Linked DNA regions of Mus musculus: all the other regions are linked to region 2. Evidence: chromatin contacts called from public HiChIP or PLAC-seq and promoter capture Hi-C data. All regions are on one chromosome and are shown on one strand. Each heading gives the region's core, a stretch centred on a gene start, on an enhancer-like site or on the middle of the called end of the contact. The rest is flanking DNA. Distances are from core to core; before and after follow the strand shown. Region 1 has its middle 79 kb from the start of BC062258. Region 2 overlaps Ror1 (receptor tyrosine kinase-like orphan receptor 1). Region 3 holds the start of BC062258 (a long non-coding RNA gene).

Region 1 (4,190 bases), core at 171-2,670, 360 kb before region 2:
ATCATACTTAGATTGTAAAGATAGAGGCCTGGCAAATATCAGTGACAGTTTTCTTACCAGACCAACAGAATCTGTTAATGAAAGAGAGAATAAGTCTAACTAAGAAACAGAGAGACAGTGTTGGAGAGATGGCTCAGCAGTTAAGATTGCTTGCTGCTCTTGCAGAGGAACTGAGTTCTCTTCCCAGCACAACACAGGGCAGCTCAAAACCACCTGCAACTCCAGAATCAGGGGATGCCAGAGATCAGATACCTTCTGACCTCTGATGGCATCTATTCACACATGCACGTGCATTTACATACTAAACAGAAAAAGAAATACAGAAACAAATGGAGACAATTAATTAGTAGAAAAAGAAAGTCTTAGTGGCACTATCTAAGCTCCTGGATCTAGCCTTGCTTGAAGTTTGAACACCAGAATTTAGAGTTATAGAAATCAGTGCATTATTTTTTGAGCTAAAACTATTTTGTGATGAGTTTTTGTTACATGTTTTTAAAAAAGACTTAATCATGGTAGGGCAAGGCCCTCTGTGAACTCCGTATTATCTTATCTCTTTTCCTGTTTTTTCAATGATCAACCGTACAAATCTTCTCCAGTTCTTGTGCTGAGCCAGGATCCCCGTGTCAGAGCCTTCACACTATCCGATCTTCCACTCACCCTGTGACCGTGTGACTAAGTGTCTGGATATAGGTCATGTTCTTACTGAAGGCTTCCCAAGCTGTCTGACTGTGCAGGGTCTCCCCTCCCCCATGGTGATTCCTACTTGAGCTTTTCCCCATGAGCCCACCACAATCAAGATGAACAAAGCCCTCCACAGTGAGACTGTTTCTTGTTTATAGTCCATCTTCTCCACTCAGCTATGAGCTTCAGGAACTTAGAAGTCATTTATCCAGGAAGCGGTAGGTGAAACGGGGTCTCAAGCTGCCCTAGAACCTACCTTAGGTTGGCCATGATCTCTCCCTGACTGCTAGAATTACACAGATGACGACTCACTGTGCCTGCTGACAACTACTTAACTTAGCTTCACCTCAGCCATGCTGCAATGCGTTTAGCATGTAACAGCGCATCATAGGAAACAGGGGTTCTGTTGATATTTGTCAGTTGAAAACAAAAAGAATGAATATCTGACTTGGACGTTTTTGGTTTCCATGAGATTTGCTAGCCCGTGGATAAACACAGGCAGTGCTGATCACAGTGTCACCACAGAAATCTCCATAAAAAGAAGAGAGCAGCCTCTTGCCTCACTCATCTAGTCCTGGGCTTTCTGCTGATTTCTGTCTGCATACCAGAGTGGCCCTTGCTCCCAGGAGATGGCAGTGTTGTATAGCCTCTGGTTTGCCCAGGCTCTTAAACAAGACTCCAGCCCTGGGAGCTATCCGGTTGGAGCTGGACTTTGCCCTTTGCAGCCCTGGAACACCAGTGAAGGCTCTCAGAACAGAACTGTGTGTGTGTTCAAAAGAGCAGAGCCTTTGTTCCAGAGACAGACGTGTCCAACTCCAACACAAGCAAAGTCCTGATTGATTCATCTGCTTTTCTGTGTGGTTTGAGGACTCCATCTATCTGAGGGTAGCTCAAAAGTGCCCCCACCCCCTACCTCTGGCCCCAGCTTGTCTCAGAAGACAAGGGTCAGATCATGGAGTTGCTACCTCTGGGGGCCGTGGAAGATTCTCCCTACTCGTAATTTCTAATTTCTGCCTGAGATGTGGAAGTTGCTACAGTGAGTATAGACTGAACCAATTACCCTCACATGTGGTCTTGGATCAGTCACCTAAGATGTGACCTTGGGCAAGCTCCTTGTTCCACCCCCACTCCCCAATATTAACACTGCCTGCTTTGCAGATATGTGATTACGTAAGTACTCCCCCCCCTCCCCACACCACTACCACACGCATAAGGATGAGGGTGTGAGGAAAAATCCACAAAGTTTTTGCTAGAAAAATTTTAAAACCAACCTTCTTCCTAGCCACTTCTTTTATCCCCAGTGTGACTGTAAAACCAGATTACCAAGTGCCTGTGGTCATTGGACCACATCCCAGTCAGGTAAGCCATGTCACCAGCCCGGCCCACAAGGCGGCTCCGGCTGTTCCCCAGGGTGGAGACCAGGTGCTTCTGGGATCCTGGTTTCACCCGTCCCAGAGGCCTTGGCTCCTTTTCAGTGCATTTCTGCCTTCTGTGGCAGAGCATCTGGGCTGTCGTGCTGGAAGCATTTTGGCCTCGTCTTGGGCCCTTATCTCAGAGCTGTGTGAACCCCATTCCTGCCATGTCAGAACCCATTAGAGAGCCCTCTGCTGAGGCTTTTGAAGGAATAATCTGCCTATAGAGGGAAGGGGCTGTGCCAAACCAGGCCAGATGGAGTAAGTAATGAAGGCCCCAGATTAATCTTGCTTGTCTCTTCTTTCCCACACGAAGGCTCAACCCTAGCGCTTGGCAGTCTCAAGACAAATTACACTTGTCAGCTTCAAAGAGTAAGTTCCCTTCCAAGCCAGATTGTTTGTGTTCTCTCTCTCTCTCTCTCTCTCTCTCTCTCTCTCTCTCTCTCTCTCTCTCTCTCTCCATCTTCTCTCCTGAAACAAGCACTGGAGTTAAAATATGCCTAGGAAAAGTGATATTTTTCCATGGCTCTAAAAAAGGCTTCTTTTGGGCATTTACACTGTGTTCAACATTGAGGCCTCACATATACTCCACGTCCATTCTCATTAGATCCCTAATATACGATGAGTGCAATAGCCCCATTTTACAGATTAGGAAAGTGAGGTTTAGAGACAATGCCTGGGTCAAGGACATACAGCTAGTGAGTTGAGAACAAAACTCATAGCTAGAGCATGAACACATTCCCGTCTCTGCAGTTAATTTCTCTGAAATCTTGACCTCCAGGGAAGCCAAGAATGTAGCCTCTTCTTTTCTTCATTGTTAAAAATTCTCTTGGAATCATGGGCTAAGGTAAGGATTAGGTTTCCAGAAATACATATGCCAAGGAACATTCTAAAAACAACTCCTTGGTCATTAAGATATTTAGAAAGAATAGAGCCATTGATTCCCTCATAGACGCAAAAGTCATGTGAGCAGCAGAGAGATCCTCAAAGTACAGCCAGGTGTGATGGCTCATGATGTGACCCCAACACCAAGGAGGCTGGGCGGGAAATTTGTGTATGAGTGTGAGTTTAGCCTGGGCAACACCATGAGATACTTTCAGAACAAATGCAATTGCCAGGGGTGCTCAAGCAAAGAAATTCAGTGAACCCCGTCATATTCACTGGTCCCCCCAAGACCTGCAGCCCAGTCACGTTCCTTTAGGCATACCCAGGAGCGTCCACGGAAGGAGCCGTCATAGCCAGTCTGAGAGCCTTGCCTTGCACAGTCCTGTGTTTGGATTGTGCAAACACACAAGCAGTGCTTGGGAGTCCGTAAAATGCAGTCTGTGTGTGTGAGACCCCTATATTCCTAAGTGACTAAGAGAAGCCTGGCTCTCATCTAGAGAATAAATAAACTAAAGTTAGGAGGCCAGGTAGCACATCAGGCAGGCATGCATCTTTCAGATGCCCAGTTTCTGAGCAGCATCAATGTAGGTATTGTGCACCTGGTGGGCTAAATTAGAAGGGCTGGACATGCTTTTCCTTTGCTCAAACAGTTCTGGTCCCACACCTAGGTACAAGCATTGCAGGGACCAGACTGCCATCTTGAAGCTGTATACAAGTCTACCTAAATGGTTCCTGGTCATTCTTCACCAGGAAAGAAGTACTTCTGGGAGCCATTGCTTTCACTTTCAGGTTATCAGTACTGAGCTCTACCCAGCAGCCCCCACACTTTCCAGGCCTTTGCACTGAACCCAGTCCTAGCAGCCACACTCCTTACCACATGCTCACCACACCCCAGCCTCCCTCCCTGGCCCTATTTTCCACTTCACACTAGTGCCTCCCACTGGCTGAGTCCCAGCAGAATCCAGTGGACAGAGGGGCCCAAGGGCTGTCTGTGAAGAAGCCTTAGGATGCAGAGCCAATCAGAAACAGAGAAATTGGGCATCAGAATGTGTAGGCAGATGAGAGCCCAAAAGCCTGGCGCCGTGTGAATTAGGGTATGGACAGTGTTCCTTACAGACGGAACAGGAGATGGAGGTGAAGGGTGGGGGCCTTAGACCTTAGGTTTGGCCCCAAACTGGCCTTCGCATGATTCTAGCATGCCTAGCTAATGTG
Region 2 (4,047 bases), core at 174-2,673:
TTTACGGGACCCAGTCTGCCATCCAGTCTTCTACATAGTGAAGGAAGGAAGCCTGGCGTGCTCCCATTATCCAGATCAACCACATTTATCCCAAGTCCAGAGCCCTCTCTTAGTCTATTAAAGGATCACCCGGGCGGGGAGCAGGAGGTGGCTTTAGGGAAGAAACATAACCATGTTCATAAACACCTATCAAAACAGGGTCTCAGAAGCTTTAATTGATCCACCGAAACACTAATTACATCTAATATGCCACAGATGCTGTGCAGCCTAGGTGAAAACACTCCAGCGCTCTGATCAGTGGATCCATAGGCACCTGTGGTGGCTAGCAGGTGTGGAGAAGGCAACAGTCAGAGATGAATAAATAATTTGGAGTTTGCTGTCACTGAAGTGCAAGGAAATGACCCAGAAACTCAGTGTGCTGGCTGGAACTGTTTTGCAAAAGGAAATCAATTCCCAGCTGACATGGTCATTGCAACAGACCACAATCTGGATTTTGTTTACACTTGATCAGGAAGAGGAAGAAAGGGGGTGGGGGGAATGTGGTCCTGGGGAGATGCAAATGGTTAGAGTGGACTGTCTCCCTGAGCATCTAAATCAGTGGTTCCCAATCTTCCTAATGCTGCGACCCTTTAATACAGTTGTAGTGACCACAACCCTAAAATTATTTCATTATTGCTTTGTAACTATAATTTTGCTGCTGTTATGAAATCATAATGTTCATATCTGACATGCAGGATATCTGATAGCCAAACCTCCAAAGAGATCGTGACCCACAGGTTGAGAACCACTGATGTGTGTGACTTCTTATTTCCAGGCTTTCAGAGATGCTGTCTGGCTGCTGGGTATCACGTAGTGTTCCCCACTTTTCCTGGTGCAGATTCCTGTCTGATTCTACAGTAGAGTTCTCACCTCACTTATGGCAATACTGGGCATTATGCCTAACACAGATGACTCAGGGCAACCCTAATAATTTGATACTTTCATTATCATTCCTAGAAAAGAGAGCTGAAAACTTTAAAGACCTTTTCCCAGGGTGGCTACAGGCAGCTAGGAGCTCCAGGACCAGTTGGCTTACGCCTGAAGCCTGGGTCAGCTGTGCTGTGCTGTCCACTCTTCACTGGGCTGGTGTTGTTTCTACACCTGAATGCTTTTTGGGAGGACATTGCTACAGGCAGAGCTAGAATTGCTTCTTCTACCCCCATCCGATCATACAACACCAGTCAGTCTGGGAAGTCCTGCTGGAATATAAATGCTAGAGTGACAAACAATGAGCCAGCAGTGTGCTTCTCTCACATTCTGCCCTAACAAAACTGACCAACTGTCCCGGCAAAGCGTGCAATTATCCGTCTCTATTCCAAACATAAGATTCAGCCTCAGGCTGTGATTTTGCTTCTCAGAATGGAGATTCCCAAAGTCTGTGGACATTGACCTCCAAAAGTTACTACAGCAGAGTTGGGCAGTGTCTACCTGAATGCCTGGGACTGTTGGCCCTGGAGCGCTTTCAGGATTCATTGAACTTATTGATTAAACCACTGTGGGAACATTTCTTTGTCTCTGGCCTTCCTTTCAGTATGTCTGGGAAGTCACTTTGCCTTGCCATACCTATACTGACATCCACAGTGAGGAAGGCTGGAGTAGCTAACGTGCTACACACTTTTCTGAAACCCTGAGAGATTCATGGTACTTACCTTGGGGTCTGTCCTAAGTGGATGGCATGATAGAAGAGGGCAAACCTATATAAACCAAGCCGGGCTAATCCAGCATCTTTACTGGAAGAAGAATAAATATTCTGGTTGAACTCTGAACAGAAAGAAAGAAATAAAACAGAAAAGATATGACTAGTCCTAAGTTTCAGCACAAGATGAATGAAAAACAGAAATAAGAAGGAAAGGGAGAAGGACATGATTATTCCTAGATATGGTGGAGGAGGTTTGTCGCAGATATAAAGGAGAGAGCATAGCTAGAAGCAGGGACATCTGGGAGACATCCAGAGAGGACATGATCCTGAACCATATGAGGAGGGGGGAAGGGAGAGGGGAGAACAGCTGCCTACCAAGAGGGGTAGCCTGGGCTAATAGACTGGATGAGAGGGTAGTAGCCTGAAGAGGCAGGTAACCAAATGGCTGGATTGTATATAGGGAAGGACAGGTGAGGGGATGGAAGCCTAGCCCAATATCGGGGCTGGAGAAGTTTAGGGTAGGGGCTGGGTATACCAGCCATACCTTGTAATAGGTAGGGACTGAGGGAAGCAGGTAGAATATTGTTCTTTTTTGCCGTTGTCTGCTCTGATGTGTTAAATAGGCATCTCGGCCATTTGTCCTGGGTTTGGGACCTAACAAACTCTTTTTAGCTGCATTACATTTTTAAGCCTCTGCTAGAAAAGCTACCCAGAAAAAAGTCTAAAATCACTCTACTGCCGCAAACATGCCTTCCAGCATATATGATTTTGGTATAGAAATTATCTGTTCATGGTCTTCATCTCCAGGAGAAATGGGGGACTTTCTTTTGTCATGTTGACCTACATGTGCATTCCTCATCAACAAAATGAATCCTTCCATCCTCTTCCTACGTGTTCAATACCAGACAAAGCACACAGACCAGGCCTGTTTCCTGGTGAAGACATTCTCCCAAGGCTCTTCCCTCTCTGCTGGAGCTCATGAAAGAGATGCAGATTTTCACAGCTTCTCCACTAGGCAGGTGTCTTAGTAAGAGTGGCTGCTTAGGGTAGCTCTGAACTCAGAACTGCCCTGCCACACTGGGCAGCCAGAAACCATTATCTGTGCAAAGCACAGGTCCACTTAGAGACTCTGTGATGTCAGGCCATTTCCTAGGCTGCACTAACCATCCTTGTGAGAGCACGTACTTGGCTGTCTCCTGGACATGTTGAATGAGTCTGTTGTCAACTGTGGCTCTACATCTGACTGTTTGTTCATTTGCTTGTTTGTTTTTGTTTTTCCTGCTGCCCTAAGACAGATGACTTAATGGGCTGAGAGAATCCAGGCTGCTACCGGCTCTGGAGGCAGCTCACGTCCCTTAAGGGCTGTCTTTAGGGCCTTGTGGTTTAGAGCAAGAAACATCCATCCCAGAGTCAGCATCTCAATAGGCATTGTTTTTAAAATGCTCTGTAATTTCTCAAGCATCAAATCTATCCCCCTTCCATCCCTGATGTTTCTGTTTATAAAACAGATCAAAGAAGAGAAGAGATAGGGAGAATTCTATCAAATTCTACAGCTTTGTAGTATGCTGCAGCTTTCTCTTTCCTGGGGTTTTGGGTTTCTGTCCTACTGGCTATATTTCCAAATCCAGTTTCTGAAGGTCACACATGTGGGTTCTGGACACCTTTCCATAATTACTTGCCTCTTTTACATATGCACCATACAGGCCTGGTATTGTGACAGGCCTCCAAACCAGCCCTTTCAGCCTTCTTTGCTTACACAAAAACATGGTTCTAAAATCCCCTTGCATGCACTAAAGATGTAGTATTCAGAGATCTGTGGTGGGCCTGTTGACTTTCTCTCTCCTGAACAGAAAATATGAACTATGCATATTCACAACAAATTAGCTAGGGATACCAAATTCAATGAGACAATATAAAATATATACCAATAATAGTATAATATATAAATTAGGATATTAAGCATTCATGTAATGTGCAATAAAAAATTCTGAATTCCAACTACAAAAAGCCATTGAAAATAAATCCTTCAACTATTATGTGAAGAGAAGCCAAATACAAGGAATATAAATTACATAGCTGAGTAATTAAGATGTTAAAAAAGAAATCCTCAATACTGTAAAAGATTAACATAAAACCACAGAACTTCAAATAATGGTTACCTTTTGAAGGAAACCAGTAGAAGAACTATTGATACTTTGGGGGCTCGATATTCTTTAATGAGGTCACATGGATATAATCACTTAGTGAAAGTTCATTAAGTGCTACCATTTGCACTTAATGATATATATTTATCATTTATATATCTATATTATTCTTAAACTGTAAAAGCTTATGTCCAAATGCCTAACTTATTAGTAAATAGGCACAAA
Region 3 (3,954 bases), core at 1,291-3,790, 440 kb before region 2:
CAGTCAGTCACCCTTTCGTGTCTTTCCCCGTGTATCTCTTGTGTGAGGTTTGTTGTGCAGTGTGACTCTGGTATTCCTTGGCTCCTGACTGCCAGGATACCTTCCCTTCAGAGCTGTAACACTTGAATTGGGGCAGTCTTTCCCCTTAGGGCTGTAACACTTGCATAAACAACAGCCCGAGGGATAATGCATGGAGGATGTATTAAGCTAATAAGTTTTAGATGGATTTGCTATGTGGCTGAAGCTAACTGCTGCATGTTCTGAGGTGAGAGAAGTACAGATCCAGTCTTAAGTGAACAGCTTCATCATACTTCCATAGACAGTTAAGACCTCGGGAAGGGCATGCATGGGTTCCGAGTCTGAGCCCAGCACTTTGTGTGATACCATTTGTTGAGTACTTTTTATTAGTACCTAGGTGAAAGCACTAATGTAAACTATATAAATCTAAAGTGGATGTTTGTAAGACTTGGAGGATTCTATGCTATATTTTCATTTTTGAGTTAGGTAATCTCAGTCACACTCACTATTCTACCTTTAACTAATTTTCTCACCTAATGAGTTTGAAAACACAACTTACTTTACAAAAATATGACTATAAGCTGTAAATTCTTAGGAAAATATTAGAAATTATGAGCAGCTGTCAGTTTCCACATAGCTACCACAGAAGCTCAATGACAGTGATTATAACCAGCTATGCTGTATACACATAAACTTCATATCCATATACCTATTAGCATTTGTTCTGAGGCAGAACTTACATATGTCAGCCAACCTCCCTGCTTGATCAAGAGACACCAATTAGCCACTGTGAAAGTATGAGTACAAGCTCAGTTCATGGGTTATCAGTATGTTCTAGTACTGCAACTGGAGAGAGGAGCTGATAATTTTAGGCTTGATAGGTTTTAAGTACAGTCTGATGACTGCATCAACTAATACTGATTTCACGTGGACTGTACTAAGCTGGGGTCATTTCAAGTCTGTATAGGTCTATGCCTCTATGGAATGTTTCTCTCTCTCTCTCTTTCCCTCTCTCTCTCTCTCTTTCTTTCTCTCTCTCTCTCTCTCTCTGGGTGTGTGTGTGTGTAGGAATACAGGCACAGTCATCATCACCACAACCTCTTTCTTGCAGAAATCCTTTTTGAAAGGTTTTACATTTGTTTAAGATGGACACTCACAGACTTAACTTTCTTAAAGGTATTTGTTTTCTTGGTATACTAAAATGACACATTTGTCAAGCAGAGACTCTTAACAAAAAAACAAAAACAAAAACAAAAAAAAACTAAGAAAGGCAGAAGAAAATATTCCTACCGAATAATCAAATCCTTTTTGACTGCCTTAGCTCTTGCTGTTTTCACAATCACTGGGTCCGCTGTCACAGTAATCCTTTGACGCCTTATAGCTGTATCTATGTTTATCTAGGCTGCCTTCAAAGTTTCCATTTCCTAGTTGTCAAACGTGATGGATGACAGACAGGCCAACCCTGGTAAGAGCCTGCCTGGCTTGTTCAGACCCAAACTGAGCTGAACTTCCTCAAGTGATGAAGGATTTTGTTTTGTTTTTCGAGACAGGGTTTCTCTGTGTAGCCCTGGCTTTCCTGGAACTCACTCTATAGACCAGGCTGGCCTCGAACTCAGAAATCTGCCTGCCTCTGCCTCCCAAGTGATGGGATTAAAGGCATGTGCCACCACCGCCCGGCGAGGAAGGATTTTATTATCGGAATTTCTCAGTGTTGTGAGCAGAAGCACGGAAAAATAAAACCCGTACTTTTGGAAGATCTAGAAACTATACACTAAACAAATCAGTTCTTCGGATATCCACAATCACTAATGAAGTAGCATGTGGCCCACAGCAAACACATAAAAAGTAGAAAGCTGAATATAACTTTGGGGTTGAGCCTGTCCTTGCAGAAAAAAAAAAAGTCGGAGGATGGCTTTTCTGTCTTTTAGACCAGCTTCTGGAATGTATACGTGACACTCTAGTCCAATCACAGTAACGTGCTGAACTCTTCGTCCTTGCACTATGATCGATAGATGAAGCTCTGCTCTCCAGTTAAAGAGCTAGTTTCTTTATATAGACCATTGGCTCAGGTAGAGATGTGTCAGTCGGGGAGACTCCGCCCCTCTCGACCCCGTGACCCGTCCCTCTTCCCAGGCAGCCGGACTTTGGCGAAGTGGGCGGGCCGTGGGCAGGCCCTGGGCCATCGTTTCCAGGGCAAGAGCAGAGCGGACCCTGAGCCCTCTGCAGCAGCCAGAGCCGCAGCCACTGTCGCCTCGCAGCCAACCGCCACCATGGTGAAGATCGTGACAGTGAAGACGCAGGCATATCCGGATCAGAAGCCGGGCACCAGCGGATTGCGGAAGCGAGTGAAGGTTTTCCAGAGCAACGCCAACTATGCGGAGAATTTCATCCAGAGCATCGTCTCTACCGTGGAGCCGGCGCTGAGGCAGGAGGCCACGCTGGTTGTGGGCGGGGACGGCCGCTTCTACATGACCGAGGCCATCCAGCTCATCGTACGCATCGCTGCAGCCAACGGGGTAAGGGACGCGCGGGCCGGGCTGAGCGTGTGCTACGTGCGGGCTTCTCTGGGCCGGCGCTTCCGTGCGCGCCACCATCCCGTCCCCGCCCCGCGCACGCTCCCTTGACCTTGGCAGTACCCCCGCCCCCACACCCCTATTCGGCTTCCCGTCCACCCCATCCCCCCACACCCCACGTTTCGCAATGGCTATGCCGGGGAAAGGTGAGCCCGCCGTGCAGACCCTGCGTGGCGCTGTGCTATTCTGGTCTGGGATTGGGGCACCTCCCGCTGACTCGAGGCCAGGTGTTGGGAGGGCCGGGGTGACCGGAGCACTCATCCCCCTGGGGCGTTAAGCCAGCGATCTGGGCCCGCAGGTGCCAAGCCTCTCTCCCTGCCCTCTGGTTGGCTTGGGAAAGGCGCTTCCTCCCCTGCCGGGCCTGCTGCCTGGGTTCAGGCTTTTGAAAAGTCCAGTCTCTGCTGGACCTGTTCCACCAAGGGGGCTGGACCTGAATTTTCATTAAAGCAATAACAATATACCCAAGGGCTCTCTTATGCAAGCTGTCCTGACAGGCCAGGAAATTAATGCAACGCCCCCAGTTCCGCCCCCTGGTTAAGAAGGTTAACTGTCTTAATTGAGCAGGTCCACTAGAGAGGTGAAACTTTTTTTTCTCCTATAAATCTGATGATTTGTAAATGTGGATTTGGAATTGGTTATTTGTTTCTACAAGATACTTTAAAAGAAGTTTTAAGGAACACGTTTTCTTTGTATATTTACAATAACATTGGACTTTCTCTCAGCTCCTCTGGGGCCCATTCCCTTCAACAATAACTTGTATTTCAACTTATTTCAAGCTGCCTTGCCAAGCACCGTGACAAACATTTCACTGGTGTGTCTCAAGAACCCTCTTGAAGCCCTATAAGGAAGACGCTATTATGGGTACTTTAAAGTCACCGAGGAGAGTACTAAAAAGCCTGGGCAGGTTAAAGAATTTACCAAAACTATAACGGGAACATTGAATCCAGCACGGACCTTCCGGTACCACTTGAGTGGCTTCTGAAAATCGAGGGACTCATAAATTGCAAGACCTTCTTTTTCCAGTTTTCAAGATCTAAACTGAGCTCTGTATGTAGACTTTCCTGGATGGGTCAGACATTGACAAACAGAGAAAGAAGTTGGGATTTGTATCTGTATGCCCAGGAGTGTTCAGACCACCACAGCTTTCCATGTGGGAGAGAGGCCGGTCAGCTCTGTGGGGAGGATCCCTTCAGCTCCACCCTTGCTCACAGGGGCCTCATTCAGCAGTCCCCTGGCCTATGCCCAGGACAGAGAATGGGTGGGGAAAAGGAAGGCTCCCAGGCAGGAGTGAGCCTTGTCGGTAGGAGCTTTTAGCATAGTGTGAGTTTTAGGGTTCAAATGGATTTCTGCCACTTTGGGAGTA

Evidence for each region. Promoter capture Hi-C pulls out the DNA fragments that hold promoters and counts their contacts. HiChIP or PLAC-seq counts read pairs in DNA pulled down with a chosen protein or histone mark.
Region 1: a contact with region 2 is called in an H3K27ac HiChIP or PLAC-seq map of hepatocytes, with 5 times the contacts expected there. The contact joins two enhancer-like sites.
Region 3: a contact with region 2 is called in a promoter capture Hi-C map of liver, with 3 times the contacts expected there. The contact joins the promoter of BC062258 here to the enhancer-like site in region 2. A contact is called at or near these places in 5 of 39 promoter capture datasets (cranial neural crest, embryonic stem cells, liver and 2 more), 1 of 15 datasets of contacts at CTCF or cohesin (the NIH/3T3 cell line), 1 of 484 Hi-C or Micro-C datasets (liver) and 1 of 115 datasets of contacts at active chromatin or transcription factors (bone marrow-derived macrophages).

Annotation. Positions count from the first base shown.
Region 1 is chr4:100,007,206-100,011,395 of GRCm38.p6, forward strand. No RefSeq gene overlaps it. Among named protein-coding and RNA genes, the nearest start is that of BC062258, 79 kb to the left of the region's middle. Within about 2 kb of position 1,421, at least 40 of the 459 cell types and tissues checked have an H3K27ac peak or open chromatin away from gene starts, as enhancers often do. A contact at or near this core is called in hepatocytes, where this site is marked.
Region 2 is chr4:100,368,503-100,372,549 of GRCm38.p6, forward strand. All of the region lies in intron 4 of Ror1 (receptor tyrosine kinase-like orphan receptor 1), which reads left to right. Among named protein-coding and RNA genes, the nearest start is that of Gm35760, 23 kb to the right of the region's middle. Within about 2 kb of position 1,424, at least 10 of the 459 cell types and tissues checked have an H3K27ac peak or open chromatin away from gene starts, as enhancers often do. A contact at or near this core is called in hepatocytes and liver, where this site is marked.
Region 3 is chr4:99,927,278-99,931,231 of GRCm38.p6, forward strand. BC062258 (a long non-coding RNA gene) reads left to right here and starts at 2,541. Exons shown (of 2, transcript XR_003955079.1): 1 at 2,541-2,737; 2 at 3,368-3,954. It overlaps Pgm1 (phosphoglucomutase 1), which reads left to right and starts at 2,174. Exons shown (of 11, transcript NM_028132.3): 1 at 2,174-2,534. The coding sequence starts at 2,289.